7 separate regions of the Mus musculus genome follow, and regions 2, 3, 4, 5, 6 and 7 are each linked to region 1. The links are chromatin contacts, called in public HiChIP or PLAC-seq and promoter capture Hi-C maps. All regions are on one chromosome and are shown on one strand. The core of a region is the stretch at or near the end of the contact, and the rest is flanking DNA. Distances in the headings are between cores, read along the strand shown.

Region 1 (3,088 bases), core at 112-2,611:
TCCTGTTGAAAGTCAAAGGATTGACAGGCTCTCTGGAGAACCACCCTCTCCCAGGTGCAATGTTGGGTGGGTGTGAACCTTCTACTCCTCATCTACACCAGCTAGCCTGGCTCCCCCATTACACATCTATCCCCAAATCTGAATCTCCAAACCCAGGTCTGTGTCTTCACAGCGACATCACCAGTTATTTTCCACAGTGAAAACTCAAAATTTGGTAAAAGATGTGAGGGGCAGAAAGGCAAGGGGCTGTCATCTAGAAGGAACGCCTGTCCTGAAGAGCTGAGCTGCTTCCCCTCCCCTCTCTTCCCCCCATCCACACACCAGCAGAGGCAGTAGGCTCTGACGCCAGTTAGGATGGCAGCGGGATAATATTCGTTGTTCTTGAGGGATTGGTTTCGCCTACGCCATTGGGCCACACGCTGCACACCGGAACCGTCACAGTTCGAGCTAATCTGAAATAGATTTTAGTTGGAATTTTCACCAGATTTTTAAGTGAGTTTCCACAGGCTGAAGGAAGAAGGAAAGGCAGGGTGGACTGTGAATCTGCAGGCGGAAGGCGGATCTCTCCCTCATTTGAGTATTGTGGAGGTCCCTCACTCAGGAGAGCAGCCCTGGGGGGCGGGGAGGGGGTGGCCAACGGGGGTTGCTGCTCGGAAAGTCCTTTCCCGCTCTTAGCACCGGTCAGCGCCAGAGAAGGCGTCTGGTGTTATTCTCCGCTGCATTTTGGAAAGCAGCCACCACGCACAGCCTGGCCATGGAAAGCCGAAACGCTGCGGCCAGCAGGCAGGGGATGGGGTGGAAGGAGCAAACCAGTGAGGGCTGAGTGGATTGGCTAAAGGTTTGCTTTTAGTCGTGACTTTGAACGGGCTGTTCTTTAAGTTTGCAGTAGATCTACCCTTTCATCCCGCTTTCCGCCCTGACTTTAAAGTCCTTACGTGTTCCTTCTGTCATTCTAGGCTCCCACCGCCCAGAAGTGTTGCGTAGAAACATTGGGCTCATACCTCTGGTTAGAAGGATTAATAAAGAGGTTGATTTCCACCTTTTCCCTCTGGTTGTCCTAAGGAGGTTAAATGGGATATAAGGCCCGGACCTCAAACACAGCATTCAGGTTTTAGGGTCCCAAAGAATGCAGTGATTCTGAGAGACCCTATTAGCACGCTCAGGCCAGCCCTCCCCTGGCTCCCCAGCGCACGCAGCTAGCACGCAGCCAGGAGAAAATGGTGCGGGCGCGTACCGCTGTCTCCCCCCAGCGGCCGTGCGTGTGTCGCCGCAGGAACCTGGCGGCGGGGGTGGCTCGGTGCAGTCAAGCCCGCGGCTCCGCCCCGCGCTCCCCCTCCCGGCCGGCAGTGCCGCCCCCTCCGCGCCGGGCTCGGCTCAGACGGAGCAGCCGCCTCTGCAATGTCAGCAGCCGCAGCGGCGGCGGCAACGAGAGCGGCAGTGGCCCGGGCCCCGCGGTAGCCGCCAGCGCAGCACGGCCCGGCAGGCGCACAGCGCGACTCCACGGCCACCTCGCTGTCTCCGGGGCACCGCGGGCGGTTGTGCGCGCCGCGGTGCAGCTCTTAGACTCGGGACCAGCGGGTCTGCGGCCGCGCACAAAGGACCACGGACACCCGGCGTCCGGGGACTGCGCCCAGGGACCGGCCAGGAACAGCAGCTGAGCCGCGTCTCCACGCCTCCCCTCCCTGGGCTACCGGAGCCCTTGCCCGAGAAGACCCGTCATATGACAGCGGCGACAAGGCGGCCAGCGAGCGCTGGTACTGCCCGCTCCGCTGCGCCACGGCCGCCGGCTCCTAAGGTGGCCCTCGCCGCGCCCCACTAAGCGGTCGTCTGCCTCCCCCCCACAAGCCCCGTGCGTCCCAGCTATCCGGCTCGGGGAACAGGAGCCCCGGCAAGCCCCTCGCCAGAGCCGAGCCTAAGATGGCCACGCTGCTCCGTAAAATCGGGCTCATTCGCCTGCACAACCGGGACACCGAGGACCCCAAGCACCACCACAACCACCGTGGCGGAGGCGGCGGCCAGCAGAGCGCATCGCTGCGCGGCAAAGGTGGTGGTAAGAGCAGCGGCCACAAGCAGCAGCAGCAACAGCAGCACCCCGGGGGCTCAGGCGACGCCAGCCCGGGGCCCGGCAAGGGCAAGAGTAAGCGCGCGGCGGAACTGGCCGCGCGCGACAAGCAGCCGCAGCCAGCCGCGGGGGCGGCGGGGGCGGCGGGCGCCGGGGGCCCCCGGGAGCGGGCGGCGGGCGCCAGGGCGGGGCCGGGCCCCGCGGTGGCCGCGGCGGCGGCGGGCGGCAGCCTAGTGCCCGCGGCGCGCCAGCAGCACTGCACACAGGTGCGCAGCCGGCGGCTCATGAAGGAGCTCCAGGACATCGCGCGCCTCAGCGACCGCTTCATCTCGGTGGAGCTGGTAAACGAGAACCTCTTCGACTGGAACGTGAAGCTGCACCAGGTGGACAAGGACTCGGTGCTGTGGCAGGACATGAAGGAGACCAACACAGAGTTCATCCTGCTCAACCTCACCTTCCCCGATAACTTCCCCTTCTCGCCGCCCTTCATGCGGGTGCTCAGCCCGCGACTGGAGAACGGCTACGTGCTGGACGGAGGCGCCATCTGCATGGAGCTGCTCACGCCGCGCGGCTGGTCCAGCGCCTACACGGTGGAGGCCGTCATGCGCCAGTTTGCTGCCAGCCTGGTCAAGGGCCAGGTAAGACGGCCAGGAGCAGAGGCCCGGGTTGGGTGGGGAGTTCGAGGCTAGGCCTGAGATGGAAAGCGATGTTTGACCCCTCTAGGCGTAGGTGAGAACTGGCCCAGATCCTCCCGAACAAGCCTGCCAGGGACGCTTCGCCCCACCTCCTCCGCTTCTTTTCGTAAAGGATTTCTCCCTGCCTGTTTCTGTACCTGGTCTCTATACCTGACACTGATTCTACTAGAACCGCGGTGCTCTCCGGTTGTCAGTTCTCTTGCTTTCTCCCAGGTCCTCTCTCCCTTTCTTCTACTTTGCTTCAGGTTAACCTTCGGTCCTTCTTCCCTCCAACCCCTCTCCTAGCCCTCCTTTTCCCCTTTTCCACCCTCCTAAAGTCTCCCATACTTTT
Region 2 (2,718 bases), core at 198-2,697, 890 kb before region 1:
CATTTGATTGGAAAATTGTTTTCCAGACCTTTACTCTGATGTAGTATCTGTCTTTGACACTGAGGTGCATTTCCCATATGCAGCAAAATGCTAGGTCATGTTTACGTATCCAGTCTTTTATTCTATGTCTTTTTATTGGGAAATTGAGTCCATTGCTGTTAAGAGATATTAAGAAAAAGTGATTGTTGCTTCCTGTTATTTTTGATGTTATTTTTATTTTTGTGTGGCTATCTTCTTTTGGGTTTGTTGAAAGATTACTTTCTTGCTTTTTATAGGGCGTAGTTTCCCTCCTGTGTTGGCGTTTTCCATCTATTATCCTTTGTAGAACTAGATTTGTGGAAAGATACTGTGTAAGTTTGGTTTTGTCATGGAATATCTTGGTTTCTTCATCTATGTTAATTGAGAGTTTTGCTGGATATAGTAGCCTGGGCTGGCATTTGTGTTTTCTTGGGGTCTGTATGACATCTGCCCAGGATCTTCTAGTTTTCATAGTCTCTGATGAGACTATGAAATTCAGATAGGTCTGCCTTTATATGTTACTTGGCCTTTTTCCCTTACTACTTTTAATATCTTTCTTTGTTTTGTGCATTTGGTGTCTTGACTATTACGTGACAGAAGGAATTTCTTTTCTGGTCCAAATATATTTGGAGTTCAGTAGGCCTCTTGTATGTTTATGTGCATCTCTTTCTTTAGGTTAGGGAAGTTTTCTTCTATAATTTTGTTGAAGGTATTTATTGGCCCTTTAAGTTGGGAATCTTCACTCTCTTCTATACCTATTATCCTTAGATTTTGTCTTCTCATTGTGTCCTGGGTTTCCTGGATGTTTTGCTTTTTGCATTTTCTTTGACTGTTGGGTCAATGTTTTCTATGGTATCTTCTGCACCTGAGATTCTCTCTTCTATCTCTTGTACTCTGTTGGTGCTTCTTGTATCTGTGACTCCTGATCTGTTTTCTAGGTTTTCAATCTCCAGGGTTGTCTTCCTTTGTGATTTTTTTTTTTATTGTTTCTATTTCCATTTTTAGATCCTGGATGGTTTTATTCTGTCCTTTCACCTGTTTGGTTGTGTTTTTCTGTAATACTTTTAGTGATTTTTGTGTTTCCTCTTTAAGGGCTTCTAGCTGTTTACCTGTGTTGTCCTGTATTTTTTAAAGGGAGTTATTTATGTCCTTCTTAAAGTCCTCAATCATCATCATGAGATGTGACTTTGAATCAGATTCTTGCTTTTCTGGTGTGTTGTCTCTCGCCATCTGGTTATCTCTGGTGTTAGCTGGTCTTGCTGCCTCTGACTGTGGCTTGTCCCTCCTGCACTATGTGTCAGTACTCCTGGGAGACCAGTTCTCTCTGGGAGGAATTTGGGTGTGGGGAGCTGTGGCACAGGGTCAGCTCCAGGGTGCAGATGGAAACAAAAAGGATCCTGTCCCTGGCTGTTCCTTGGTTCCTGTGTCCTGATGGCTCTGGGCGAGTCCCTCTTGGGCCAGGAATTTGAGAAGTGTTGGTCTTAACCTGTTCTCACAGGTGTGTCCTGACAGTATTTGGGTATGGAGCACTGTGGCACAGAATCAGCTCCCAGTGCTGACAGAAACCGACCCATGTTGCATTCTTTTAAAGCGATGAAGGTCAATCAGATTCCTCATCTGAGTTAACTTCCTTCTGCTGATGCACTTGCCTTCTTGGAATTGCTGAGCCAGGTTTGCTTTATGGTAAAGATTCTTCAGCTTTTATGTGTTCGGACTGCATCAAGGCTATTGGGTCGGGACTAAATTCATGGTGTTCAGTGCCATACAGAAATGTGAAATGTTGGTGCTGTGGATATATCAAGCATTGTGTGCTTTTCTGTGTTTTGACAGTGTTCAGGAGCCATCCTGAACCATGCATGATTGAAGTCTGTGTAGAAAGTATGTCATATATAATGAAAGGCTTAAATGTTGCAGCTGAGTGTGCTGGTGCTGTGAAGAGTTCATTTGTTGTCATTTGATATAAGTTTTGGGAGTCTACATGCATAAGATATATCCTAAAAGAGTAACAGACATAAATATATAAAAAAGACCAGTGCTAGATGACATAAAATAAATCTCATTTTCATCTGATAAAGAATTTGCTAAGTTTGCTTCTGGAAACAAAGCCTTAGCTCATACTCAGACATAGCTTATCAGTATTTAGCCATGTCTAGTTGCTCTATGAATGTCCTTGAATGATTATATAGCAAGCATGCATGTGTGTAGCATTTGCTGAAAGGCAGCTACCTACTAAATACTATAGTTTACAATACACCTTCAGCACCAAGCAAGTGATATACCAGCAGCTTGTTAAGGATGAATAAGGAATGCCCAGAAGTGCCTGAGAAAACCTCTCATCCCGAGGAGGGGTAGGATGGGGCTGGGGAGAGGGCTCTACCAGGATTGGTGCTTTCTACACAAGCCTGGCGATCTGGACTCCATTCAGTGAGCCCATGTGAAGGTGAGAGAACCAACTCCACAAAGCTGACCCCTGACCTCCACACACACCACAGCACACTTGAACACTCACAACTAAGTTAGTAAGTAAATGCTAATGGGAACTCCTGTAAGAGTATCTGAGGTCACAGCCAAGGTGAAGCTTCTCCAGCAAGGAAAGACTGAGCATGGCCATGCTCCCTTCAGAAGAGAAGCGGGAAGGTGTGTGGGGACTGTGAGTGCCAAGGACACGCACTTTCCACGTGGATTCTAGCCTGGGCTTTT
Region 3 (2,736 bases), core at 168-2,667, 680 kb before region 1:
TAAGTATAAGAAGCCTATTTTGTCTTGGTGGCTGCTTGCTCTGGCTTTGAGTTGGAGCCATGTTGGTACCCTGTAGTGGAGGAATTCCAGGCCATGCTTAGCTGTGGAGAAAAGAATGTGTGTTATCAATGTTTTGGAAAGGGAATGAGATAGTTCTACCTTTGAACACCAGGTCCTGAGTCTGTTTTTAAGTTGGGGCAGAGGTTGGGGATCTGCTCAAGGACACTGTAGCACTTAGAGCAACATGTTCTGAGTACGTAGTCGCTTGTTCACATCGGTGATCACTGTGCCACCAGGATGCAAGAGGAAAATGGTCAAGGGGTGGGAGATTGATGGCGGAAGACTCGAAAGCCAGCCAGCCACATGCAGAAGAGAGAGAGAACAGACTCCAGATCAAGATGTATGGAGTAGGCCCGAATCAGCACTCTGAGGAAGAGAAGAAATGATATGCATGTGGGCCACAGTAGGGTTTTGTGTCATAGGATGGGAATACCCTTAGGGGAGGCTCTGAGCCTGTGGGGGTGGAGGTTCTTTGGTACAGGTCGACAGGGAGCTTCATTCCAAGAGTCAGAGAGAACCACATGTGAGAGAAAGTACGGAGGGGCGGTTGGAGGAAGTGGGAACTGGAGTGAACGGTTTTGGAGAGGAAAGCCGATGTCACTCATGAAGCAGGATCTGGGGCAAGCCAAGACTACAAGGAAGAAGTACCACATACTGGGTTGCTGGTGGAGGGGTTCCTCTGCAGTCAGGCAAGGACATTTTGATCTGCACTCAGTTCCCAGAAGAGCCTTGATCGGTGAGCTACAGCACCCAAGGTGTTGTTTATTCTGGCTTACCTGACACTAGAGGTGGAAAATTCACTTGTTCTTCCCATGGCTGTATTTTGTCAGCTCCTCTGATGTCCTGGAGTTAAATAATATCTTCCAGGTTTAACCAATGCCATAATCTTACTTATATAGTCAGTGAGGAAGGAAGCCAGGATGTCAGAGACGAGGCTGGACCCTCTTGACTGTCCTTCCTGTCGGTGGCAGGGTAGTAGTAGGTGGTAGGCATGGAGGTGACAGAAATATTGGTTTTAAGCAGTCCTATCCATAATCAGGCCTGGATAAAGGGGCTGGCAGTTGAATGATATGGCATCCACAGTTGGATGGGGCTCTGTGGAGAGGCATGAGCCTCAGAGCTCCACAAGTCCAGAAGAAGAGGAACACTGGCCATAAAGCTTCAAGATATAGAACCCAAGAGACTGCTGGTTCAGGAGAGTGATGAGAGATATAATGCCTTGTATCCAGTTCCTGAGATAAATTTCAGCAGAGAACAATCCAGCTGGAATTCCACATGGCCTATTGATGCAGAGGCTGAACCAGCTGGTGTGTCATCTATACTAGGAAGTGGGAGAGGAGAAATGATGCTTGTGGTTAAGACCCAACAGTCAGGAGATGAGAGAGATGGGTAGGTGGGAGCAACAGTAGGGTTTCCATGGCAATGCTGATGATAACTACTTCCATTTGTCTATTGGTCGTTGCATCTGCTACTGATGTTGCAGAGGATCAATGGCGAACTGTGTGCTCAAAAGCCATCTAGGTCAAGTGTTGGGATTTGGGCTCCACTCTCCCTGTGTGCTCAAGGTCAGCTTGCGTTTGCCTGAGTGATACATACAGGGTTCCTCAGAAGCCCATAGCAGCCGATGGAGCATGCATACCCAAGGGCAGCCTTTGGCCTATTTTCTTCCACTTGACAGTGGCGATGCCTTCATTAAGCTGCATAAAAAAGGAGCTGGGTATTTTCCCACATCTAAATTGTGCAATACATCTCTGTCCCCTTGTCTTTGCAGGCATGAGGTTGCTCTCTGTTTCTGTCTTTGGATTTCACCTGGAATTATCTCCTGTTGTCATCTCAGAGCTTATACAATGGCAAAAGAGTCAACAGACCCAGGGATAGATTTCTATGGCTCTTTTCAAGTGTAAATTTAGAAAAATCCTGATTCAGGACTATAGCTGTTGCATAAGTATCCAGTCTAATTCACCTCCAGGTAGAGCAGTTAACTGAGCTCCGCCAGGGCAGAATGATCTCAAATGAAAAACCCCACATTTCATTCTGAGCACTCAACATAAAGCTAAATACACAGCTTGAAGGCGCTGGCTAATGGGCTTGCTTTCCTCTGCTGAATTGCACGATGCATCCTGCATTTGCACCTGGTGAGGCTGCAGGAACAAGGCACAGAAATGCACATTTCTGTGTCAGCATCGACACAGTGGTCACTGCTGTGAGGGGAAGCTTTGAATGTGCTAGAAGCCTGATACCCTGCCTAGAGGCTGTCGTTATCTGAGTCCATCCAGGGAAATTGCAGAAGCTCCGCTGTGTCTTTTCCTTTGATGGTAAAATGCAGAAAGGATGCTACCTGCTATAAAGACACTTGATGCACCACTGACATCATATTACTTTCAGGCAGTTGGATCCTGCTGATAACACTTGATGCTGTGCTGGAAGTTAGGGCACGTTGCTTGCAGAATCCTACCAGCCCCCAAAATGGTCTTCAAACCTTACTTCCTACACCTAGGAGGTAAGAACAGGATGAGTTCATCTTATAGCCCTGGGGTTGGATTGGATTATCACTTTTTGTTCTGCCACACACACCCCATCTGTATCTGCCCTCCCTGTTGTCCCTGCTGTGACTCAGCTGTAGATATCAGTGGATGAGCAGATCATGTGCACCCTGAATGAATGGACTGTGCTGTG
Region 4 (3,000 bases), core at 235-2,734, 740 kb after region 1:
CCAGTCAATCAGAGGGTTTGAGCCTGCAGGAGAAGTTGAGGCTCCATAGAAATGTCTGGTAAAGGGTGAGGTTTTGTTTATCAGAGGTCAAGCAGGGCAGGGAGGCTCCATGACAAGCTTGGTTTCACTATTAGGGATCCATCGTGATTTCCTCCAGGACTGGGTGAGGAAAGCTGGGATGTCCTGGATTTCAAGTCAACTCTCCCATTAACTCCATCCTTGCCCTCTATCGAGGTTGAGAACACAGCTGTGTCTTCACTCTCTGGGTCCAAAAATAAAATCCCTGGAAATCCCTGGGTCTGAGACTCTGTGCATGGCCTAGGTCCAGCATTTGAGAGTCACACAGTTATTCAGCTTACCTGTTCATGCTGGCTGGCTTGCAACTCAGGTAGGCAGGCTGCTGTCAGGGAACATGCAAAGGTCTAAGGCAGTTCCGGGCTGACAGAGAATGTGGAATAGCTCTTGAGGCGGTGTTGTGTTTTGGACTCCTTAGAAAATGATTTGGGGGAGAAAAATGGCTTGTGGGTTCTTTGGATGGAAGGACAGGAAAATAGGAACCTTCTAGAAGCAGTCTTTTGAAGGTCAGTGGTTAGTCCTGTCATCTAGAAAGAACAAAGGTTGAGGTCACAACCACGAAATGCCTGCCCAGCCTGTCCACGAGGATCTAGCTAGGTCTGTCATGCTTCGTGCATTTGGTCCCCGAGAGTGTCAAGCGGCATGGGATGAGTGATTCCCAAGCCAACCTTGCCCACAGAGGATGATTCTCATTCCTTGCTCCAACTTCTGTGCCATCCCTGTCTGACTGAAAGGGTTCTGGGGAGATCTGCGATGCCAAACACAGAGGTCCATAGGGTACTTCTAAGGCGCGGAGAGCAAAGGCAGAGAAAAGGAGAGGCCCGCTGCCTGAGGACCACAGGTGTCTCCAGTCACTGTGTAATTGAGTTCGTGGGGGCCATTCTTTCAAAAGGACTCCCACAAGTCCTGGAGGGTCCTAACTCCTGCTCTGTACTGGGAGTCAAATTACAATAGAGAAAGTGAGAAAGAAGCCACATTTTGCTAAGTAGGCATACTAAAGAGGGGTGGTCAGGGATATGGGACCCCCTCTCCAGGCTGGGGGGTATTAAAGCATGGCAGCCTTTTACACTGCTGCCTTGTGAGATCATGGAGAGGCAGTGGGGACTCTGGCAGTCAGGTGGGAGACTCCAGGAGCCCAACAGTAGCCCTCAGGCTGTTCTCTGCTGTAGTGGAGAACAAGGCTGAAGCCCCAATCTGCCTGGCTGGAGTCCAAAAGCGAGAGGAGGAGGCGCCCCACTGTGCAGCCTGCGACAGGCTGGAGGGCAAGGACTCGGTCTGAAGCTTTCTCTGGAGCCCAGCCTGGCCGTCGGGGGGCGGTGGTGGGCGCGGGCCGGCGCCGCCCCTGCGCGGAGGCCGGTGCGCTGCGCGCGGGGTGGGGCGAGGCGGGCCGAGGGGCCGGGTGGCTCCCGCCCTCGCGAGCGGTGGTGGCGGCGGCGGCGCCCGGGAGCTGCCCTGAGGCCGCCCCCGGCCCCCGCCCGCGCGTCAGCGCGCCCAGCCCGGGGCTCCGAGCTCCGCCCGCGCCCGAGGCCCCTGAGCACAGCTCCGGGCGGGCAGCCGGCGGGTCGCGAAGCGCGGGGGCGGCAGGCGGTAGGTGACCACAGAGCGGCGCTGCCCGGGCAGGGCGCGCACAGCGGGCGCCCCGCGAGCCGCCCCGATGTGGCAGGAGGCGATGCGGCGGCGCCGCTACCTGCGGGACCGCGCCGAGGCGGCGGCAGCAGCGGCGGCGGGCGGCGGCGAGGGGCTGCAGCGGTCCCGGGACTGGCTCTACGAGTCCTACTACTGCATGAGCCAGCAGCACCCTCTCATCGTCTTCCTGCTGCTCATCGTCATGGGCGCCTGCCTCGCCCTGCTCGCCGTCTTCTTCGCGCTCGGGCTGGTGAGTGGCCTCCCCGTGGCTCCGAGGGGACCGCGCAGGCGACCGTGTCCCGCCCCAGGCTGCTCCTCACCCCTGTGCCCTGCCCGAGGCCGGCCTGGCTAGGGCGAGAGCTGTGGACAGAGGAAAAGTTTCCTTGGAAGGCTTTGCCCAAAATAAAGTTGCCAGGGCTTGCTCCAGGTGGACGGGCAGGGCGTGTGGGTTCAGCATCTCTGCGCCCCGTGGCCAACTCTGCGCTTTCTCCCGGCGCCGCTGCCCGCAGCAGAGGCAGTCCTCAGGCTTCCTTGGCGCGCTAGCTGCCTCCCATCCCTGTCCGCGGAACGCCCCCGGCTCTCCTCTCTGAGTTTGGTCTGGGCATCATTTAACTCTTAAAAAACAAGGTGCTTTGGGAAAGCAGTTCATGACAGCGAAAATGAAAACCAGATAATGTTGTGCATCTTGGCTTTTGAATCTTTTCGTGTTTAGCCATGTAGAGAGAAAGTGATGGAGTGTTGAGCAGATGCCCAAGCCTCATCTCCAGAGACTATAAGTGAGCTAAAAATGGAAGGGACCCTCGCTGCTTTCCCCTTTTTAGAGAAGTGCAGGACTCGATCATGGTTCCCTGCTGATGGTTAAAGCATGTTTTCACGGCTAGAAGCATTAACGCAGCTCAATAGCTGATGTCAGTTTTTCTGGTTCATAATTTTCAGTCAGGAATCTCAGGCTGGCTCCCTGGAGCCCTGTAAGGAAATCTGTAGATGGCGGTAACTTCCTCTTAGCGCTCCCTTCTCTTCAGTGTGGTTCAAACTTTTCCCCCTGACCATGATTTGCCTGTGCAGACTGTCTTGTCCGAGGCCTGGATCAGCTCGTGAGTTGTGTGGTTAGAGGATAATGCGGGATGTTTCTGCTGAACGGTGTTCCCAGAGCTTAGAATGTAAAGACATGCCTGTTTTCACCAGTCTCAAGCAGATTCAGCTCACGCTGCCTCAAGGACACAGAAACTCTGTTAGGTATTTGACAATTCGTTTTATATATCCGAACCATATGGCGCTCACATTATGAATCGGGAGGAA
Region 5 (2,746 bases), core at 81-2,580, 570 kb before region 1:
TTCCACTATAGAACTCAGTGGACAGAGCCTAGGACATCAGTGCTACACAGTCCCTCTGGTCTTGGCCCTAAATATCTTGTCTTTCAGTCAGAAAATGCAGGCTGCTTCTGTCATCCTCTGGGCTTGTCTGAAGTTCCATAGGCTCAAACTTTGGATCTTGCTGGTCTCTGAAGGCAAAGCCTGATTTCATTTTCCACAATTAAATGTCTGTTCCTCCTTTACCATCCCAGAATCATCTAACAGACATGCTTCCAGGAAGATCTGCCAACTTGCCAAAAGGCAGACAAGGCCCATTGTGTCAGATAGATAGATAGATAGATAGATAGATAGATAGATAGATAGATATTATATATGGTTATTTAAATTTGAAATTTGTCCTTTAAATCTCAGCCAAAAAAGCAGTCAGAAAGCATACCTGTCTATAAGTGACACTGACAATGGCCACTCTCCCTGGAGTACCCTGCTCATTGAAATGAGGAGGGAAGTGACAGGTCTCTCTGAGATCCAATGTCACATTTTGAGGAATGGAAATTCTACATTCTGACTTATTGATGTATAAGAGGGAAGTTTTACTGGTATTTCTGAGATACAAGTACACACACATAAATATACCTCACCCACCCCCCCCACACACACACACAGAGGGGAAGGAGAGGAAAAGGGAGAAGAGAGAGAGAGAGAGAAAGGGGGTGAGAGGAGAAACAATTTGGCAGAGTTTATAGTTCTCAATGTGTCTTCCTGTTATTGTCCTTCAAACTATCGAGTACCTCAGGAGAGTAATGTCAGCCTTACCCCAGGGAGGATCCCTAAACGTGCCTCAGTGCCCCCACAGGAAAGACAAGGTAAGAATTAATGCAAGTCTTTAGGTTTCTGTCCATATCTCCCATGGTCTACATCGTCATCCCTTGGAATCTGAACAAATGCACAGACCACCAGAGGGAGATCTATTTTTGTTTAGTAAAGTGGCAAAGTGATGTCATCGATAACCTAGAAAATGGGTCCGCAGCCAGGGAAGCCTGAAGGGAGCCTGACAGCCTGAGCTAACCAAGTTTGGACCAATCAGAGGGACTCTGGCTCTTATTTGGTTGATTGATTGATCAGTTGATTGATTGATTTTTGTTTGTGTGGTGTTCCTTTGTTCTTGGAGACTACTTCACAGCCCCAGTGAAGTACTAATTGGCACTGCCCTTGGTACAAGTCTCATTCTGGAATCATTCTCCCCCAACAAAAGCAGCAGTTCAGAAAGATTTACAGTATTGGGTTGCCCAAAGAGCTGAAGTTCAAACAAAGTCATTGCCTTCTTCCATGGAAGACGCACAAGGGATAAAGCGTTGAGACAGATGGCACCGCCCACGGTGACACCGGCTGAATTGTGTTTCGGCAGCTGGAAGTATTGCCCATTATTTATCTCATTCTTTTTCTGCACAATAAAACAAACCAGACCGTTAATCTACCATGGATGAATATTATTATATGCCTTAGAAGGTTTGCAGAGGCAAACTGGGTTCACTGTGGAGAATGTCTCGCTCCTGTTTCATATTGAAATGCCTAGAAGTCTCCCAAGAGACCATGTCAAGGATGAAATGTATCCACTGCGCTGCATTTGCTAATTTCATGAGCGTTCTGAACTCATCTGCACGGCTTAATATAGAAATTCTTTGAACCTGAACAGACATACAAAAATGTGGAATTTATTCAATGCCATTTTCTGGAAAAATATAGCCATACAGCTGCCAGTTTCCTCTGTGTGTGTGTGTGTGTGTGTGTGTGTGTGTGTGTGTTACACAAATACATATTCAGTTCAGATCTACTGAAACAAAAATCTACTTGACTCTTCCTTATCGTCTAAGATCTCCTCATTTTTCTCCTGACTAATTTCCCATTATTTTGGACAGAGAAAAGCTGGGCTTAAAATGTCAGCATTTTGTGCAGAAAAAGCATTAATTAATTCCCCATCAAAATTTTCAAATTTCTACGCAAATAGTAAAGATAAATGAGTGTTTGGAATTGGGGGTTGGGTGGGAAAAGACCCATCACCAGTGACTTTGACACGCTGGTAAATAAGTCCTTATGCTTTTTTGACTCCCTCCGCAGAGCCCAGCTCTGTGAATTCTCAGGCAAGGTCTGAAAGGCAGCTGTTTGGGTAGGGCAAGGGTTGCACTGGAGACTATGCCCTTCCTCTGATCCTTAGATCTCCACATTCCTTCTTCACAGAATGCTTTGTTCTCCAGTTCTTCCATGCCCTGGTTGAGCTATGATTGGAGGAGAGCCTGGGGAGGGGGAGGGGAACAGCAGGCATCACCACAACATTATTCACAAGTACTTTCTGTACCCAGTCAATCACAACACAGGAACAGTTGCAAAGATGTAACACTGAGATATTCCTGCTTTGTGTATGAAGTCAGAAAGACAGCCATACCATTGCCTGAACATTTCAGATATCCCAAGAAGGGAGGATGGGAAGAAGAAAATGGGAGGGAGGAGGGAATAAGGAGGGAGGAGGGAAGAAAATAAGTCAGTTCATCTAATTTACCATGACTTGAGTAATTCAGAAAAGCTACCCCCTCTCTCTTGTGGACATTGGCCAAAGCTTGGGGATGTTTTCCATGATGGCTCCCTCTCACTGGTTCTCTGAAGCTCATCCCTCCACTTCTACCATGAGGCTGTTGGTCCACTATGCATCCGCTTGCTGACTTCCATTGCAGAACCTACATACTTCCTTAGACCCCAACCCAAAAGTACAGCC
Region 6 (3,104 bases), core at 495-2,994, 740 kb before region 1:
CAATACCCAGAGATACCTTCTATCACAAAAGATCCTTCCTCAAATGCTGCAAATGCAGGTGAGGGGATTCCTCAGCTGCCAGGCTTCAGGAGGACTGCTTTAGCCTGAAGGGAGTGCTTACTCTTTTTTTTTTTCTTTCCAGTGGCCTACCTTCATTGCCTGGCAGAAGTCCCCACTTAGAGCAACTCAGTGAGGTGTCTTAGTCAGGTTTCCTATTCCTGCACAAAACATCACGACCAAGAAGCAAGTTGGAGAGGAAAGGGTTTATTCAGCTTACACCAAAGGAAGTTAGAAAAGGAACTCACTCAGTTCAGGGACTGGGAGGCAGGAGCTGATGCTGAGGTCATGGAGGGATGCTGCTTACTGCTTCCCCTGGCTTGCTCAGCTTCCTTTCTTATAGAACCGAGGACCACCAGCCCAGGGATGGCACCTCCCGCAATGGGCTCTCCCACCCTTGATCACTAATTGAGAAAATGCCTTACAACTGGATCTCCTGGAGGCATTTCCTCAAGAGAGGCTCCTTTTTCTGTGATAACTCCAGCTTCTGTCAAGTTGATACACAAAACCAGCCAGTATAGACAGTAGTTTGCTCTCTTTAAGATTCCCCACTGCTGGTCTGTGGCTTCGGGCAGACATCTTATCAGAGCTGTTTCCTTCCACCACCTAATCTCTCCAAAGAAGTACTTAGTCATAACCCATCTGAGTGTGTGAGAACAAATGCTTATATCAGAGTCACTTCCCAGAACAAATGAACCTTCCTGGGTTTGTCAACCCTGGCCTTTGGTTCTGTGCCCACACATACTTGATCTCCATTCTTCTTTCAGGCATAAAGTGAGTGATTTGTACAGTGATGATTGCTCCCCCCTGTCCACCATCTTTCTTGGGTGGCATCATTTATTTGTCCTTGGTCTTTACAAACAATGCCCCTCACATAGTCAGCTACCAGGACCCTCATGTCTGTCATCCAAACTAGGGATGGACAGGAAGAAATAAAGATAATTTAACTTGTGCACTTTTAAATGTTTATCTTCTGAGTGACAAGCTGATTTTGTTGCATTGACAATCCTCCAAAAATAAATCCCTTAAAAAATTTCCCAAAGTGGGGTGGAGAGATGGCCAACAGTTCAGAGCATGTGCCGATCGTCCTGAGGACCTGGGTTCAATTCTTAGCACCCATAGACCCATAGTAAGCAGCTCACAACCACCTGCAACTCCAGTCCCAGTGCATCTGATGCCTCTGTCAGGACAGCATGGCACTTACACGCACACATGCACACATGCATGTGCACTTAAAATTTTTGTAGAGCAGAATCTGCTGCCATTAGGGACTACTAGGTAAGATTCCCCTCTGACCCTGGAGCTGTAAGCTACGCCCTGACTCCTGTGCACTCCACTCCCCAGGCCACAGGTCTGCCTGCATCTCTAGAGGTCTGCCGCTACATAGAACAACATAGTGAGATTCCCCAAGCCCCAAGCCCCTGCCTGCTGGGTCTCCTCGGCTAGCCCAGCGCAGTGAGATATACTCTGTCACCTCTGTACACCACTTTCTGGCTCACAGCTATGCCTGCATCTCAAGAGGCCTGCTGCTATCAGAGACTACCAGGTGAGACACTAAGGTACCGATTGCTTGCCTTTATGTCCCCATAAAGCACTGCCAACAGAGATAAACTACAGATGCTTCCCTGTACTCCATTTTCTGGCACACAACTCTGCCTGCATCGTGGGTGGCCTGCCAACACCAGGGACAGCCAGATGGCTAAAGGACAGCTTAAAAACACTAACAAGAGCCAGGGCAATATGGAACCACCAGAACCTAGCTATCTTAATACAGCAAGCACCAGATACATTAAAACAACTGAAGCACAAGGAAATGACCTTAAATCAAATCTTGAGAAGATAATAGAGACCTCTAAAGAGGAAATGAGTAAATTCCTTAAAGAAATATAGGAAAATATAATCGAACAAGGGAAGGAAATGATAAAACAGTTCAAGGTACAAAACTGGAAATAGAAGTAATAAAGAAAACACAAACTGATGGAATCCTGAGATGGAAAACCCAGGGAAGAACAAGAACAGCAGATGCAAGTATCACCAACAGATTACAGGAGATGGACGACAGAATCTCAGGTGTAGAAGGTACAATGGAATTGATACAGTAGTCAAATAAAATATTAAATCTAAAGAGTTTCTGATGCAAAACATCCAGGAAACTTGGGACACCACGAAAAGACCTAACCTAAGAACAATATGAGTAGACGAAGGAGAAAATTCCCACTTCAAAATGCAGTTTAGCTGCAGCTGAAGACCCCAGCATTTTGTAGAAGCCAGTACCATGGGATGACCGCCAAGAACAGCAGCAATGGTGGAGTGGAACCAAGTGGAGCGTAGAAGACAAGCAGTGTGCTACAGATGGAAGAGCTGGATAAGTGACCCAAACCCTTTGGAGGAGTCCAGAAGATCTTGAGTGGCTTTCAGACATTGGATGGTTGAAATTTGATTTTGCTTTGATTGTGATTGTGACTGTGCCCTGATTTTCCCCTTGAAATAAGAAAGTATTTTCCTGGAGCCCATAGCTGACAAATTTTGAAGTTTTAAAAAACTTTGGAATTTAAAAAATATTGGATATTTTCAAGAGACTGAAATTTTAATGTACTTGCATTTGTAAAGACTGTGGGACTTTTAAAGTCATTTATGTTTTTAAGGTGAGATCTTGGGGATAAATAAGAAATGAAGGGCCATGGCTTAATAATGATGTGTTTGTGTGTCAAGTTGACAATCAGTTGTACTGACTGGTTTTGTGTGTCAACTTGACACAAGCTAGAGTTATCAGAGTGGAAGGAGTCTCCATTGAGGAAATACCTCCACAATATCCAGCTGTAAGGCATTTTCTCAATTAGTGATCAATGGGGGAGAGCCCATTGTGGGTGGTGCTATCCCTTGGCTGATGGTTTTGAGTTCTATAAGAATATAGGCCAAGCAATCCACAAGGAGCAAGCCAGTAAGCAGCATTTCTTCACTGTCTCTACATCAGCTCCTGTCTCCAGGTTCCTACCTCATTTGAGTTCCTGTCCTGACTTCCTTTAGTGATGAACAGCTATGTGGAA
Region 7 (3,095 bases), core at 256-2,755, 640 kb before region 1:
GGAGAATCCTATGAATTTGGTCTAGTTGGAGGAAGTAGGGTCCTTAGGGCTGCATCCAGAGGGTGACTGTTTCTTGGCCCATTTCCTCTCCCTGTCTCTTACCTCCTTCTCCTCCACACCTTTCTTCAGTTTTCTGGCCACCATGCCCTAAGCACCTTTGCTCTACTGTGTGCTCCCTATAATCATGTCCTGTTTGTTCACAGAATTATGGGAGGACAGCCCCACAATCGGACCCACAATCTTAGACTGAAGTTTTTTTGAAACCGTGAGCTTTTAAAGCAAACCTTTCTTCCCTTTATCTTCCTCGGTGTTTTATCTCCACAATACTGTGCTTGTGTTGTGAACACAGATATTCTTCTTTATCTGCATAACATTTGCAGCGTTTACATGCAGCAGATGTAATCCCTAGGCCTGTGAATCTACTGTCACCAAGCCCCCAGGTGCCAGCAATGATCCCTCACGTACAGCAAGTCCTAGAACTCGACTGGGGGAGGTGTGAATTGGTATACAGTTATGCGACTGCCCCAGCTTTAACAAGTAGGAAATCAAATTAGAAAAGATTTCCATGGTTACCTACTTTTAACACTTTCTGGTGTTCTGATATTAAACAGGGGCACACTCAAAAAGATGTATCTAAAAGGTCTTCATGGAGAAACCTTCTTAATAAAGAGGCAAGAATAATTTTCAATTACCATGTCAAGTGTTTACCAGGAAACAGAGGTTTCTAGACACTTGAAGGTGCTTGAAAACAGTGTGTTCATATAAGTAGTTTTAGTATTTGCCTAAAATATTAGTTCTCATACAAATTGATTTAATATACGCTCCTCATGTGAAGTGGGAGACAAGACCTAAGTTTTAGTCATGACCCTCACAGTAAGTTCCTGATAATACTCACACAGGAGAAGAGATGACACAACTACTGTATATGATCCACACACTGCACAGGCATCAATTTATATGTTGGAAAGAACATGCCTGGGGAGCCATCAGTTGCTAACATTTATTGCATATGGAAGAAAGAGCCCGGTTTCTCATTCTATTCTGACTAAGACCTTCTAGTGTCCTTCACAAAGACTCTCAGGCAGAACCAGGGGTACCCTTTTCCGTCCATTTCTTCAGCTCTGCAAATAACACAGGCTAAATTTCAGAGGAAAGGTTGGATACTGAAATGCATTTGGTTTCCAAGGACAACAATTTAGAATGGCCTATGAATATGCTCCTGATGTCACAGAAAATTTGCTGAGACTCTTTAATTCTAGAAAGAGCAGACAAAAATAAATCACGGCCTGAGCACGCATTAATACAAATTGCTTTCGTTTACCACACATTAACTCCTAAATGAAAAGATATCCAAGAAACCAAAATATTTTCAGGACTATCTATGAAGGCAATTATCTGGCCCTGCTTTGATGGCACGGTAGTAATGAATGCTTAGCTATCACAGATACGGTCCCATTAAAGAGCTGGCTGGCGAGTGTGCTTATACACGATGCTGGTGCCAACGGACTTCAGAGGCCTCCTGCTTATTTTCTTTAAAAGCAATTTCAGGTCCTTCAGATCTGTTTTTTTCCACAGATCTGTTGGTTCTCTCTCCACTGTTTGTTGGAATGTCATATCTAAATGTTTCCTTGTAGGAGGATGGTTTGGTTTTTTTTTTAAAGTCTGGCTCTGGTATTTGCTTTCTGTGTCTATTTAATGTCTGTACCTACACACATCCCAGGGATGTTTCTGTGTGTCAGGGTTGTGACTTTGGCTACTGAGGTCTTGTAATGTTGTAAGTATCTCAGTGTAAGCTGGGCTTCTGAGCACATCATTATTGGGGAGCTTTGCAAAGTGCTTTCCTCACAGCTGTTCCACATCCACAGCTGCTCTATCCTCACAGCTGCTCCATCCCCACAGCTGCTCCTCCTCACAGCTACTCCATCCCCACAGCTGCTTGCTCCCCACAGGTGCTCCTCCTCACAGCTGCTCCATCCCCACACTGCTCCATCTTCACAGCTGCTCCATCCCCACAGCTGTTCCATCCCCACAGCTGTTCCATCCCCACAGCTGCTCCATCCCCACAGCTGCTCCTCCTCACAGCTGCTCCATCCCCACACTGCTCCATCTTCACAGTTGCTCCATCCCCACAGCTGCTGCTCCTCACAGCTGCTCAATCCCCCATCATCCAAGGCCACTGAGCCTTCCACAAAGATCTCTCCTCTAATGCTGTCACTACAACGAGCTGTCTCTAGGTTTGTACATGCTCATCTCCTTCGTCAGAGTCAAGGTTATCCTCTCAGAAGTTAATTCTCATTGCAGAGTTTTCAGAAGCTCAGCACACAAGGCAAGGCTAAACAGTCACCCAGGAGTGTGTATGGCTGCTGATGCCCCCCCCCCCCACAGCTGCCCAACCCATTTATTTATTTATTTACTTATTTGTATTAGATATTTTCTTTATTTACATTTCAAATGTTATCCCTGTTCTTGGTTTCCCCTCTGAAAACCCACTATCCCTTTCCCCCTCCCCCTGCTCTCCAACCTACTCACTCCCACTTCCTGGTCCTGGCATTCCCCTATAATGGGGCATAGAACCTTCACAGGACCTAGGACCTCTCCTCCCATTGATGACCGACTAGGCCATCCTCTGCTACATATGCAGCTATAGCCATGTGTTTTCTTTGGTTGGGAGCTCTGGGGAGTACTGGTTAGCTCATATTGTTGTTCCTCCTATGGGGCTGCAAACCCCTGCAGCTCCTTGGGTACTTTCTCTAGCTTCCCCATAGGGAACCCTGTGCTCCATCCAATGGATGGCTATGAGCATCCACTCCTGTATTTTTCAGGCACTAGCAGAGCCTTTCAGGAGACAGCTGTATCAGGTTCCTGTCATCAAGCACTTGTTGGCATCCACAATAGTGTCTGCCAACCCACTTTTCCCAGGCATTCTGATCCTGCCCTACCATGCCTGTCCGTGGACTCAGCCTATGTGTGGTTCCTGGAGTTGTTAACCTAAGGTGTATCCCAATGCTTGATAACTCTAAGCATCTGTTCTGCCTAATTACAACCTCTGATCTTTGTTAGTTTGCTTCCCAGGTCCCTCAATACTTTTCACCCTC

What was found. Promoter capture Hi-C pulls out the DNA fragments that hold promoters and counts their contacts. HiChIP or PLAC-seq counts read pairs in DNA pulled down with a chosen protein or histone mark.
Region 2: a contact with region 1 is called in a promoter capture Hi-C map of embryonic stem cells, with 5 times the contacts expected there. The contact joins the enhancer-like site here to the promoter of Ube2ql1 in region 1. A contact is called at or near these places in 7 of 39 promoter capture datasets (embryonic stem cells, frontonasal cranial neural crest, liver and 4 more), 2 of 484 Hi-C or Micro-C datasets (both in embryonic stem cells), 9 of 115 datasets of contacts at active chromatin or transcription factors (craniofacial prominence, embryonic basal ganglia, embryonic stem cells and 4 more) and 1 of 9 other capture datasets (embryonic stem cells).
Region 3: a contact with region 1 is called in a promoter capture Hi-C map of hippocampal neurons, with 5 times the contacts expected there. The contact joins the enhancer-like site here to the promoter of Ube2ql1 in region 1. A contact is called at or near these places in 9 of 39 promoter capture datasets (cranial neural crest, embryonic stem cells, hippocampal neurons and 5 more), 2 of 484 Hi-C or Micro-C datasets (cortical neurons and embryonic stem cells), 5 of 115 datasets of contacts at active chromatin or transcription factors (VIP interneurons, embryonic hindbrain, embryonic midbrain and 2 more) and 1 of 9 other capture datasets (embryonic stem cells).
Region 4: a contact with region 1 is called in a promoter capture Hi-C map of liver, with 3 times the contacts expected there. The contact joins the promoter of Adcy2 here to the promoter of Ube2ql1 in region 1. A contact is called at or near these places in 2 of 39 promoter capture datasets (the 3T3-L1 cell line and liver).
Region 5: an H3K4me3 HiChIP or PLAC-seq map of neural tube shows a contact between it and region 1, with 5 times the contacts expected there. The contact joins the enhancer-like site here to the promoter of Ube2ql1 in region 1. A contact is called at or near these places in 8 of 39 promoter capture datasets (cranial neural crest, embryonic stem cells, frontonasal cranial neural crest and 4 more), 5 of 115 datasets of contacts at active chromatin or transcription factors (differentiating embryonic stem cells, embryonic forebrain, embryonic hindbrain and 2 more) and 1 of 9 other capture datasets (adipose tissue).
Region 6: a contact with region 1 is called in a promoter capture Hi-C map of hippocampal neurons, with 5 times the contacts expected there. The contact joins the enhancer-like site here to the promoter of Ube2ql1 in region 1. A contact is called at or near these places in 8 of 39 promoter capture datasets (cranial neural crest, embryonic stem cells, frontonasal cranial neural crest and 5 more), 4 of 115 datasets of contacts at active chromatin or transcription factors (craniofacial prominence, embryonic forebrain, embryonic hindbrain and 1 more) and 1 of 9 other capture datasets (embryonic stem cells).
Region 7: a promoter capture Hi-C map of hippocampal neurons shows a contact between it and region 1, with 4 times the contacts expected there. The contact joins the enhancer-like site here to the promoter of Ube2ql1 in region 1. A contact is called at or near these places in 5 of 39 promoter capture datasets (cranial neural crest, embryonic stem cells, hippocampal neurons and 2 more) and 4 of 115 datasets of contacts at active chromatin or transcription factors (embryonic forebrain, embryonic midbrain, forebrain and 1 more).

Annotation. Positions count from the first base shown.
Region 1 is chr13:69,738,170-69,741,257 of GRCm38.p6, reverse strand. It overlaps Ube2ql1 (ubiquitin-conjugating enzyme E2Q family-like 1), which reads left to right and starts at 1,361. Exons shown (of 2, transcript NM_001145162.1): 1 at 1,361-2,700. The coding sequence starts at 1,918.
Region 2 is chr13:70,625,335-70,628,052 of GRCm38.p6, reverse strand. The region is part of intron 1 of Ice1 (interactor of little elongation complex ELL subunit 1); the gene reads left to right. Among named protein-coding and RNA genes, the nearest start is that of Ice1, 11 kb to the left of the region's middle. Within about 2 kb of position 1,447, at least 9 of the 459 cell types and tissues checked have an H3K27ac peak or open chromatin away from gene starts, as enhancers often do. A contact at or near this core is called in embryonic stem cells, where this site is marked.
Region 3 is chr13:70,416,977-70,419,712 of GRCm38.p6, reverse strand. No RefSeq gene overlaps it. Among named protein-coding and RNA genes, the nearest start is that of Gm36216, 140 kb to the right of the region's middle. Within about 2 kb of position 1,417, at least 8 of the 459 cell types and tissues checked have an H3K27ac peak or open chromatin away from gene starts, as enhancers often do. A contact at or near this core is called in VIP interneurons and hippocampal neurons, where this site is marked.
Region 4 is chr13:68,998,025-69,001,024 of GRCm38.p6, reverse strand. Adcy2 (adenylate cyclase 2) reads left to right here and starts at 1,484. Exons shown (of 25, transcript NM_153534.2): 1 at 1,484-1,951. The coding sequence starts at 1,730. It overlaps Gm35161 (a long non-coding RNA gene), which reads right to left and starts at 1,480. Exons shown (of 5, transcript XR_873632.3): 1 at 360-1,480.
Region 5 is chr13:70,310,200-70,312,945 of GRCm38.p6, reverse strand. No RefSeq gene overlaps it. Among named protein-coding and RNA genes, the nearest start is that of Gm36216, 33 kb to the right of the region's middle. Within about 2 kb of position 1,330, at least 10 of the 459 cell types and tissues checked have an H3K27ac peak or open chromatin away from gene starts, as enhancers often do. A contact at or near this core is called in neural tube, where this site is marked.
Region 6 is chr13:70,474,186-70,477,289 of GRCm38.p6, reverse strand. No RefSeq gene overlaps it. Among named protein-coding and RNA genes, the nearest start is that of 1700100L14Rik, 98 kb to the left of the region's middle. Within about 2 kb of position 1,744, at least 3 of the 459 cell types and tissues checked have an H3K27ac peak or open chromatin away from gene starts, as enhancers often do. A contact at or near this core is called in hippocampal neurons, where this site is marked.
Region 7 is chr13:70,378,326-70,381,420 of GRCm38.p6, reverse strand. No RefSeq gene overlaps it. Among named protein-coding and RNA genes, the nearest start is that of Gm36216, 100 kb to the right of the region's middle. Within about 2 kb of position 1,505, at least 3 of the 459 cell types and tissues checked have an H3K27ac peak or open chromatin away from gene starts, as enhancers often do. A contact at or near this core is called in hippocampal neurons, where this site is marked.